2 separate regions of the Canis lupus genome follow, and region 1 is linked to region 2. The links are chromatin contacts, called in public Hi-C maps. All regions are on one chromosome and are shown on one strand. Each heading gives the region's core, a stretch centred on a gene start, on an enhancer-like site or on the middle of the called end of the contact. The rest is flanking DNA. Distances are from core to core; before and after follow the strand shown.

What was found. Hi-C and Micro-C count contacts between places; a contact is called where the count stands out from the background.
Region 1: a Hi-C map of blood shows a contact between it and region 2, with 5 times the contacts expected there. The contact joins the promoter of NCAPG here to the promoter of LCORL in region 2. A contact is called at or near these places in 2 of 9 Hi-C or Micro-C datasets (both in blood).

Annotation. Positions count from the first base shown.
Region 1 is chr3:91,927,649-91,933,557 of UU_Cfam_GSD_1.0, reverse strand. NCAPG (condensin complex subunit 3) reads left to right here and starts at 3,962. Exons shown (of 21, transcript XM_038533608.1): 1 at 3,962-4,147; 2 at 4,542-4,751. The coding sequence starts at 4,037. DCAF16 (DDB1- and CUL4-associated factor 16) reads right to left here and starts at 3,762. Exons shown (of 4, transcript XR_005357410.1): 1 at 3,650-3,762.
Region 2 is chr3:91,734,692-91,740,057 of UU_Cfam_GSD_1.0, reverse strand. It overlaps LCORL (ligand-dependent nuclear receptor corepressor-like protein), which reads right to left and starts at 3,301. Exons shown (of 7, transcript XM_038533603.1): 1 at 3,003-3,301. The coding sequence starts at 3,147.

The DNA of each region.
Region 1 (5,909 bases), core at 2,713-5,212, 190 kb before region 2:
TAAAAAAAAATAAAGATTCTATCTATTTATTTGAGAGTGAGCAAAACAAGGAGCAGGGGGAGGGGCAGAGGGAGAGGGACCCTGACCTGGGGCTGGATCCTGATCCCGGAGTTCTGGGATCATGACCAGAGCTGAAGGCAGATGCCCAACCCACTGAGGTACCCTTCTACTTTTTTAGCAGAAATAAGACAAAGTCTCGTTGGGGGCATATGTAAATTCTAGAGTGAACTCATCACTGTTACTCCTTTACATTCCATGTGTACAATTTTCCCACATCAAAACTGAACTAACTGGATCTATTATTCCATTTACTTGTGTCTAATTTACCTTTAAAGAATGATTTTACCATAATTTCAGAACTAAATAGGCTTACCTTCCAAAATCTTTAGTTTTGTTATTTCTTCAACTAAACTAAGTTTACCAAGGACAGGAAGAAATTTATTCCCACAGTTGCTAACACTTGTTCTTTTTTCCCATAAAACTAAAAGCAAACTCAAGAAAAAGGTAAGCTTTAAGGCAGTGAGACTAGGATTTTTTACTACCATTTATTATTATTTTTTACCATTATCAACTTTATTGAGGTATGACTGACAATTTGTGTATATTTAACACGTACAATGTGATGTTTTGATACGTGTATATACTGTGAAATGATTACAGCAAACAAGCTAATAATTAATACATTCATCACCCCAGTTACCATTTTCCTGTGTGTGGTGAGAACACTTGAGATTAACCCTCAGCATTCCAGGTATACATAATTACTAACTCTCACCAGGCTGTACGTTAGGTCTCCAGAATTTATCTAACGCAGTTTGTACTTGTCCAGCATCTCCCAATTTCCCCCAAGCCAGTGATAACTTCCATCCTACTCTGTTACTACGAGTTTGACTGTTTTAGATTCCACATAGAAGTAGGATTATACAGCAATTGCCTTTCTGTGCCTGGCTTATTTCCCTTCGCAAAATGTCTCCCGGGCTGACCGTGTTGTAGCAAATTGCAGGACCTCTTTCCTTTTTAAGACTGAAGAGTATTCAATTATATAAAAATCACATCTTTATCATTTATCCATGGATGGGAACTTACATGGGTTCCCTGTCTCGGCTCCTGGGACCACCACTGCAATCAACACGGGACTGCAGATGCATCTTGGAGGCTGTGCTTTCATTTCCCGTGGATATACGCCTAGAAATAGGATTGCTGGATCACACTGGTATTTTTTAATTTTTTGAGAAAACTCCAGATTGTTTTCTATATAATTGCTGTATCAATTTACATTCCCACCAACATGTCTAAGGGTTCTCTCTTCTCCACATCCTCACTAACACTGGTTATCTTTTAATTTTTTGATTATAGTCATCCTATCAGGTGTGAAGTGATATCTTACTGAGGTTTTTTTTTTTTTTTTTTTTTTTTTTTATTTTATTTATTCATGAGAGACAGAGAGAGAGGCAGAGACAAAGGCAGAGGGAGAAGCAGGCTCCATGCAGGGAGCCCAATGTGGGACTTGATTCCAGGACCCCGAGACCACACCCTGGGCTGAAGGCAGCGCTAAACCACTGAGCCACCTGGGCTTGCCCTCTTACTGAGGTTTTGATTGCATTTCTCTGATGATCAGTGATGTTGAACACATCTTCAAATATGTGCTGGCTGTATGTCTTCTGTGGAAAAATGTCTATTTAGCTCTTTTGCTCATTTTTAAAATTGGGTTATTTGCTTTTTTGCTATTGTAGGAGTTTCTTATATAGTTTGGGTATTAACCCCTTATGTGAAACATAGTTTGCAAATATTTTCTCCCATTCTAAAGGCTGTCTTTTCGTTTTGTAATCCATCTCTTTTTATCTTTCGGATTATAATGTTCAAAAAATACTAAATAAAAACATGTTATTAAATCCTTAAAAAAGCTAATCAAAATAGTTAGGCTGACCTCTGGTGGCCAGATGCCTCATCCTTCAGTAACTGACAAAATGATAGGAAGTCCTCTCTCATTTGCAGAGACCCCCAATTAAAATACAGTAAAGGGGGGATCCCTGGGTGGCTCAGCGCCACCTTCAGCCCAGGGCATGACCCTGGGGTCCTGGGATCGAGTTCTCCCATCGGGGTCCCTGCAAGGAGCCTGCTTCTCCCTCTGCCTGTGTCTCTGCCTCTCTCTGTCTCTCTCATGAATAAATAAAATCTTTTTTTTTTAAGATTTATTTATTCATGATAGAGAGAGAGAGAGAGAGGCAGAGACACAGGAGGAGGGAGAAGCAGGCTCCATGCCGGGAGCCTGACACGGGACTCGATCCTGGGACTCCAGGATCGCGCCCTGAGCCAAAGGCAGGCGTCAAACCGCTGAGCCACCCAGGGATCCCCCTGAATAAATAAAACCTTAAAAAAAAATACAGTAAAGGAAATAATATTGTTAAAAACTTCATAGTAAAAGGAACCAAAGGTAGCATGCACCGAAAGCATAAAAAGAGCTCAGCAATTAAAGGCCACAAAATAAGAAAAATGTCTCCAAATATTAGTCTGTCCTAGTTTACCAATTTTACATGAAAAACACATGGGATATACAGTGGTTCTCACACTAAGAACAGTTTCACACTGTCCAATACTGTAGACACCAGCCCCAAGTGTCTACGGAGCACCCAAAATGCGGTTACTGTAAAATAACATCAAATTTCAAAAACGTGGTAGGGGAAAAAAAAAAAAAAAGAGAGAGAATGCAGACCATTAGTAATTTGTTGGTTACACGCTGAAATAACATTTTGGATATACTTGGTTAAAACACTAATGCCCTTTCTGGGTTTCTTTCCCCACAGCCCTCCAGCCATCTACATTTCAGCCATAGTGAGACTATACTGGTTGTATATTCTAGGAATTCCTGGGCCTCTAGGCTCTTGCTCCAGCCGGTTGACCTAAAACACTCACCCCTTCTCCGCCTTCTCAGAACTAGACCTCTTGACGATTTTGCGATTCCAGGCAACCCAAAAGCTACCGCTGCCATTACTTTAACCGGCACTGGAATACTTCGTGTTGCGTGTGTAATAGGAAACAAGAGAACCGGATGAATAAACCATCGAACGTTCACACGACAGAATGCCGGGACAGCCTGTCTGTGCCTCAGTTTCCTCGTCTGGAGGTTACCTGGCCCGGGTGGTCTGCAAGGGCCGGATGAAGTCAAGCGCTCAGAACAGTGTCCGGCACACGCGGGTCCGAAGGGTGCAAGTCAGTACTATTAAAGGACCCACATGAATGAACCTCAAAGACCACACTGATTAAAAAAAAAAAAAAAAAAAAGAAAAGGAAAAAGCAAATTGCAAAGGATTATTATTGTCATTTCTGCAAACGATGACTTGTAGGTTGGAACGCGAGGGCAGCTCGGTGCATTTACTCGGAGGCTTCCCCCCAGCCGTTGACACGGAACCACAGCGGGGGCAGAGAAGCCGTCAGCCGTGGAGGGCAGGTGAGTCGGCGGGAGAGGTGCAGGGGCGGCCTCGGCGGCCCCGCCCGTGTTCGCAACCCGGGCCGTGACCCCGCCCGCGGCAGGCCGGGCGCCCGCGTCTCGGGGAGGGGGGCGCGCAGCCTCCAGCGCCCGGCCTTTCCCTTCTCGCACCCCCCCTTGAGCCCGAGCGGCCGCGGCGCCCTCGGCAGACCCTGCGCTCACCCTGCGGGATGCTTTCCTCCTCCTCGCCCCGCCGGGCCGCACCGAACCAGCGACTCCCGCACAGCGGCTCCGCCGTTCGCCTAGTCGCGCGGCTTACATCACTTCCGGGCGGCCCTACGCCACTTCCGGGCGGCCCGGCGCCCCGCCCCTCGCAACGCCACTTCCCGCTCGGAGCGCCGCAGCCCGTGCCCCAGGCGCATGCGCCCGCCCCTCCGTAAGCGGGGACGGGCCCGCCCCTCTGTTCCCGCCCTCGCGGTAGTCTCGCGGTACCTCCTCCTCCCGCGGGAGTTATTTGAACGCGGTGGCGGGAACGGCGCCCCGGACCGTCGGAGGCCGGCGCGCCCCTGCGTCCCCGAGCGGCGGGCTCGTCCCCCGGGTCGCGGCGCCATGGGGGCGGAGAAGAAGCTGCTGCCGGTGAAGGAGGCCTTCCAGCTGGCGCAGCAGCCGCACCAGAACCAGGCGAAGCTGGTGATGGCGCTGAGCCGCACCTACCGCGCGGTAAGCGGGCGCCAGCCTCCCGGGGCCGCGGCCTCCTCCTCCACCGGTCGGCGAGGTTCCCCCCCGGCCCCCGCGGCGGCCTCGGGGGTACAGGGAGCCCCCGGGGATCCCATGGCTCCTCCCCCTCGCACGGTGTCGCGGCGGGGGCGGCGGGGGCGGCGGGGGCGGCGGGGCCGCCTCCTCGCACCCTGCGCCTCCGCGTCCCTTTTCCTCCCCGAAGTCTTGGTCTCCGCAGAGACATTTGTGCAACAACAATAACAAAAACATTTATTTTCCCTCCCTTGGCCGGCTTGGCCCCCCCGCCCCGCCTCCCCGAGGGTCCGTCTGGGCTGCGCTAGGGGCCCGGCAGCCGTCGGGGGGCGCGGGGGTCGCGACGTGCCGCTCTGCCCTCCAGGTGGGCGACAAGGCCGGCTTCCACGAGGAGTTCGCTCGCCGCCTCCGGTACGCCATGGTGGTGTACAAGCGGGAGCCCGCCGTCGAGAGGGTCCTGGAATTCGCAGCCAAGTTTGTCACCTCGTTTCACCAGTCGGATGCGGACGAGGAGGCGGAGGAGGAGGAGGACGACGGGGGCATCTTGAATTACTTGTTTACCTTTCTTCTAAAGGTACGAAGCTGAGACTTTGGGGGGAGTGGGGGGAGTATCGTAGAAAGTCTTGCCGTATTAAAAGGGCCATGGGAGTTTGCCATCCAAATCCTAGAGGAGGACACAGGCAACACCCCTCTTTGAACTCGGCCGCAGTAACTTCTTGCAAGATACATCCACGAAGGCAAGAGAAACAAAAGCAAAAATGAACTATTGGGACTTCATCAAGGTAAGAAGCTTCTGCACAGCCAAAAGAGTTTGCATGCTTTAGAGGAGGAGATACTAGGGGATCCCTGGGTGGCGCAGCGGTTTGGCGCCTGCCTTTGGCCCAGGGCGCGATCCTGGAGACTCGGGATCGAATCCCACATCGGGCTCCCGGTGCATGGAGCCTGCTTCTCCCTCTGCCTGTGTCTCTGCGCCTCTCTCTCTCTCTGTGACTATCATAAATAAATAAATAAAAATTAAAAAAAAAATTTATAGAGGAGGAGATACTTAGCAACGGAGGAGATGTCTGTGAATGAGCCTGCCTTTTGTAGGAAGTGTTAGGACTGTCCTTGAGATGAGAAAAACGGGCTTTAACTCCAGCGTTAAGCTTTGATGGTCTTAGCCAGTTCTCACCTGGCTTCAAACGAGTTGCCTGTTTTGTTTTATTACTTTATTTTATTATTTTATTACTTATTTTTTTTTAAGATTTTATTTATTCATGAGAGAGAGAGAGAGAGGCAGAGACACAGGCAGAGGGAGAAGCAGGCTCCGTGCAGGGAGTCCCACATGGTACTCGATCCCGGGTCTCCAGGATCACACCCTGGGCTGAAGGCAGGTGCTAACCTGCTGAGCCACCCGGGCTGCCCCAAGTTGCCTATTTTAGAAATAAAGTGAGGGGGATCCCTGGGTGGTGCAGTGGTTTAGCACCTGCCTTTGGCCCCAGGATCGAATCCCATGTCGGGCTCCCGGTGCATGGAGCCTGCTTCTCCCTCTGCCTGTGTCTCTGCCTCTCTCTCTCTCTCTCTCTCTCTCTCTGTGTGTGACTATCATAAAAAAAAAAAAAGAAAGAAAGTGAGGATTTCTACAGAGGGGAGTGTGCCCTGGTAATTTGGTTCAGACTTCCTTTGGACTGTGTGTACGGGGAGCCTCACCGTGTGCAGGCGGATCAAGGCAGCCGGGCGCTTTCTCTGCAAG
Region 2 (5,366 bases), core at 2,052-4,551:
ACAAATAGAGGAAAGCAGACATAACCTTCCATATTGAGTTAAACATCTTAGCTCACTACCAGCAGTCATGACAACCAAAATGAACTTTTTCCCCTTTGAAATTAGAATTTATATAGGAGTCATTAAAAAAAAAATCAGATTACTTTAAAAACTTAGGCTAAGGGGATCCCTGGGTGGCTCAGCGGTTTAGCGCCTGCCTTTGGCCCAGGGCGTGATCCTGGAGTCCCCGGATCGAGTCCCATGTCGGGCTCCCGGCATGGAAGCCTGCTTCTCCCTCTGCCTGTCTCTGCCTCTCTATCATGAATAAATAAATAAAATCTTAAAAAAAAAAAAAAAAACTTAGATTAAGAACTGAGACTTAAAATTTCACTACTGGCTCAATACTAATTTGCTGTATAAGCCTAGGGACCACTGCTTACAATTTCAGTCTCATATAAAAATAAGACTTTTGGAAGATTTTCTTTTCCAAAGGTAGAAAGTATAATTCATAAAAATGATTTCAAGCAATAAGAGCACTAAATATATTAAATATAGAAATATACACATATAAATATTCACACACACCCAAAAGGAAAGAGAATATGGCTTTTTTGTAAATATGCTTACCAACTTAATTATTAAATATAACCACGCCTATAGCAAAAGATAATTTAAAATAGTCACACAAAATACATTTAATCCTAACTCACACTATAAGGTCTTCACATATACGATACTGAAAAAACCCAATCAACAAGTGTATATCCCGTTTAAAAGAGTTTTATTGTTTATTTAAAAACAACAGTGACAAAAACAAAGTATGAGATGGGTTTTACTAGGTCTCCTGACTGGCACTATGGGAAATAATTCTCAAATATAGTTAGAGACCAGGAAAACATTTCCTTTCAAATACAGTACAGTTCTGCATTACATTAAAAATATAATATAGAGCTTGCATGTTAGACACAGCACGTAGCTCAGTTTTCAAGGTCTTTCAATCCGACTTGTATGTCTGAATAGACAGGGCAGAAAGATATTCGAAATCCCTTTTTCCATCAAATCCAACGTCCTGTTTAAAATTTGCCTATTTTTCAAAACTACTTTTTTTTTTTTTTTTGATATAGAGCCATGCTTAATGTGTCTAAACAAGGAGATAAGGGAAAAATCCCGAAGTATTCCCAAACAGAAGCCCTGAGGAAGACGGTGCTCGTCCCCGCCTCGGTTAGACCCGCAGGGCCACGTCCTGAGCCCGGGTCCCCATGCGGTCATCCCGCCGGATCTCGGGGAGCGAGCGCCACGATTTCTAAACAGGTTGTCAGCCGTAGGGGTCTTGAAGCAATCCTAAAAATGGGTCCGTTTTGTATTCAGGAAGCACTGGCAACACTTAGCATTTTTATAAAAGAATACCGTGAGGATTTAAAATCTTTTCTTTCTTTTTTTTTTTTACTTTCCCTAAGGAACTACAACCGCTTAGAGATACTTGACTACACCTATTTCCCAGAATATTTCCTTAAATGAGACCAAACTGTGTCTTATAAGGGCTGCACAGTTCGTTGGGTAAAGTGAACCCCACGGCCCCCGCGGGGCGCCCTTCCTTCCCGTGCGAATCCCCGCAGCCCTGCACCCGCCGAGCTCCCAGCGCGGGGCCCCAGGCCGGCGCCGGACCAGTGGATCCCAGCGCGGTCCCCCTGCCCCGGGGGGCGAGGCAGATCCTCGGGCGCTGAGCTGGTCCAGTGGATCCCAGGATCCCAGCACGGTCCTCCCTGCGCCGGAGGGGGGGGGGGGGGGGAGGAAGATACTCAGGCGCGGAGCTGGACCGAGCGGGACCAGTGGATCCCAGCGCGATCCCCCGAGCGGGACCAGTGGATCCCAGGATCCCAGCGCGATCCCCCGAGCGGGACCAGTCGATCCCAGAGCGATCCCCCTGCACCGAGGGGCGAGGCAGATCCTCGGGCGCTGAGCGGGGCCAGTGGATCCCAGGATCCCAGCACGGCCCCCCCTGCGCCGGGGGACGAGGCAGATCTCCGGGCAGAGCACACAAGTCCGGGGGGCCGGGCGGCGCGCGAGCCGAGGGCAGCGGGCGCAGGGGCCCGAGCGCGGGGTGCTGCCCACCTGCAGGCGCCCGGGTCTCGGCCCCCGCCCCCCGGGCCCGCACGCCGACCCGCCGGGCCGCAGCTCCTCGCACTCGGCTCACCCCGACCGACGGGCGGCCTCCGCAGCGGGGGACCCCAGCGCCGCGTGCCCCCGGGGCGGCCCCGAGCCCCGAAGTTTCTGGCCGGGGGACCCGGGCCGCTCCGAGGGAGGCGGGCGCAGGGGGGCGGCGGCGGCGGGGACGGGGACGGGGACGGGGACGGCCCATCGCCCGCAGCAGCCCAGGGCCGGTCGCCCCGGCGTCCGCGAGCGCAGAGGGAGGGGGCGCGGCGGGGGGGCGCGGCGGGGGGGCGCGGGCGCCGTCGCCATGGCGACGCCCCCCGTCCGTCCGGACTTCCAAACTGGGAGGCAGAACTTCAAATCCCAACCGTCAGCGCCCGAGCGGCTCCGTCTTAAAGGGGCACACACCGCGCCGCGCCGCCCCCGCCCCCGCCCCTCGGGCGACGCCCCCGCCGGCCCGCCCGCGCCCCCCGCCCCGCGCCCCGCGAGCGCCCCGGAGGCCCCCGGTGCCGGCCCCGGGGACGGGGACGGGGACGGGGACGGGGACGCGGCCGCGGCGGGGCGGGGGGCGTGAGCGCCCGGCGGGGGCGCGGACCGGCCGGCCTGCCTCCCGCCCGCCCCGGGCCGCCCGCCGCCGACAGCGCGCGCCGCGGAGTTCCGGCCAACAGCTCCGGGCCGCCGGCGGCCGAGCTCCCGGGGCCGCAGACAAAAGGCGAGCGCCGGGGCCGCCGCCGCCGCGCTCCCGCCGCGCTCCCGGACGGCCCCGAGCGGGACCCCGGCGAGCCCGAGCCGCGGGCCGGGGCCGGGGCCGGGGCCGGGGCCGGGGCCGCGGCGGGCAGGGCGGGGGCGCGGGCGGGCCGCGGGTGTCTTACCTACACAGTGCATGAGGCGGTGGCGCCACGAGTCGAGCTCCCGCCGGAAGCCTCTCCTCTCCGCCGCGCACCGCGGGCTCCGGCACTGAGCGGCGGCGGCGGCAGCAGCGGCGGCAGCGGCCATTCTCTCTCTCCCCTTGTCCATCTGCGTCCCGCGTCACGCGCCCTCATTTACATACGAGCGGCGCAGGCACGAGGCAGGGGCGCGAGCCCTCGGCGCGAGCCCCGGAGCGCGCGCCCCCCGCGGGGGGGTTGATTGACACGTGTCACTAGCCTCCCTCGGCCCTGCCCGCCCCCTCCCTGCGCTCCCGGCGGGGCGGGCGCGAGGCGGCGCGGGGGGAGGGAGCAACCTGCCGCTTCCGCCGGCCCCGCCCCCGCCCCCGCCCGCGCCCCGCCCCGCCCCGCCCCCGCCCGCGGGCTGTGCTCCGGCTCGCCATCCTGCTCCCGCCGCCGCCGCCGCCGCCGCCGCCGCCGACGCCGCCGCCCGCGAAAATCCTGAGCGCGGAGCCCGGCCAGGGACCCGCGCGCCGATGGAGCGCACGAGCAACGCCTCCCCCGCCGACTCGGCGACGCGACTCGGGGCCGCCCGGGGACTTCACTTCCCAGGCTCCCTTGCGCCGCGGTCCCGGAGCGGAGCCGGCCGCCGCGCCGCGGTGCATGCCGGTCCTTGTAGTCCCGCGCGGGGAGGGGGCGGGCACTCCCTGGCTCTCACGGGGGGCTCGCCGCGGCGCGGCGCGCGGGCTCGCGGGGCAGCCGCCTTCGCGCCCCGGGGCTCCCCGTGGGAGGGCGCCCCCCCCCCCCCCCCCCCCCCCCGCCGAGGGCTCGGGCTCGGGCTCGGGCTGCGCTGCGCGCTCCCAGCGCCGGGAACTTCGGGGGCGGGGGGGTCCCCGGGGGCCCCGCCGCGCGGGGAAGCTCGAGCCGGTCCTGGGGCCGCCTCACAGGTGCCCCCGCGGCTTCAGCGGCCCGGCCGCAGGGCTCTCGGGAACAGCATTTGCGAGCACCGCGGGAAAAGGTGGGGGGCCCTCCATGCAAAATTGCCTGCGACGGGATTGGGCGTGTCCGGGTGAACCCCCCACCCCCAGACCGCAGACTGCGCCCCGCAAGATGCAGACGCCTGCAGGGCGCGCCCCGTTAGCGCGTGGGCCCGCAGTTACAAACCTGGGATCAGCCTCACGCTCTGCTGCAGAGACTGCTCCTCCTCGACAGAGAAGGAAAACTTTTGCACTTTCTTTTTTTCTTTTGCTTCCCTCCCTCCCCCCTTTTTGGGGAAACTTTTGATTGGACGTAAACTCCTATGGCATTTCTTGCTCTTGCAACAGCGCGGTTGTGCAGGGCTTTCCGGCCCTGCGCAGGGGTGCACCCAAAGCTAAGACACCCAAGGTCTGCTGAGAGGTGCCGTGCATGCCTGGGAATCCATGCACATGTTTTTGGGGAAATAGGCTTTATTCTTCTTGGAAACTCGTATGCGTTCAGCTCTACCCTTCCTGGTTTGTGGCTTGTCCCTTTGGCCTGCTCGCTTGTTTACTTGCTTTTTTTTTTTTTTTCCTACCAGAAAGCACTTCCTTGCTCATCACTACCTCGCAATAGTGAAGATACATTTTCACAAAGAAAGAAGGATGACATTTGAATTTCACGGTCACCTCTTCCAGAATGGTCACAAATGGAGAAGCAAGTGAAATCGCTAGCGAAGGTGCTTTCTGGAATCGTGAGTGGATGGTTTCCCGAGACAGGTTCCACTCATAGTTGCCAGGGTGACCAGCCTTTGGAGTTCCCCTGATGACTTTTACCGCGGCCTACGTTAGTTAGGATGGGCTGGGTTATAGCGCAGTAACAAAAAAAAAATCTAAAAATTGTAGGGGCTTAAAAGAACAACAACAACAACAACAAAAAGGTATTTCCTGCTTCCCTTCCTGGACATGGGGAGCTGTGGGGGAGTGGCAGGGGAGTTTCACTACAGATGGTTCTCACCAAGCAACCAGAAGGCTCCAGTCTCTAGAACTTCCCCACTTGAGTGATGTGCAAAGGACCCGTGGATGGCAAACTGGTTCTTCCTGAAAGTTATACGAGTCAATTCCACTCGCATTTCTTTGACGAAAGCAAATCACATGGGCATGCTACCTTCAAAGGAGCAGGGAAGCGTCATTCTATTTGCCCAGAAGGAAGCTAACCCAAATTTACCGGTGAGCTGCACCAAAGAGCATTGCAATCCATTCTTCTAGTCACCAATTTACAGTTCACTCAACTAACACTATAAAATCCCTTCATCCCTTTCACAAATGAGGCAATCTAAACGTTTTATTCAGTAATTATGGCATTAATTGCAAAGTTCAGCATCTCTGGGCCATGCTTGGTAGTCCCTGTATT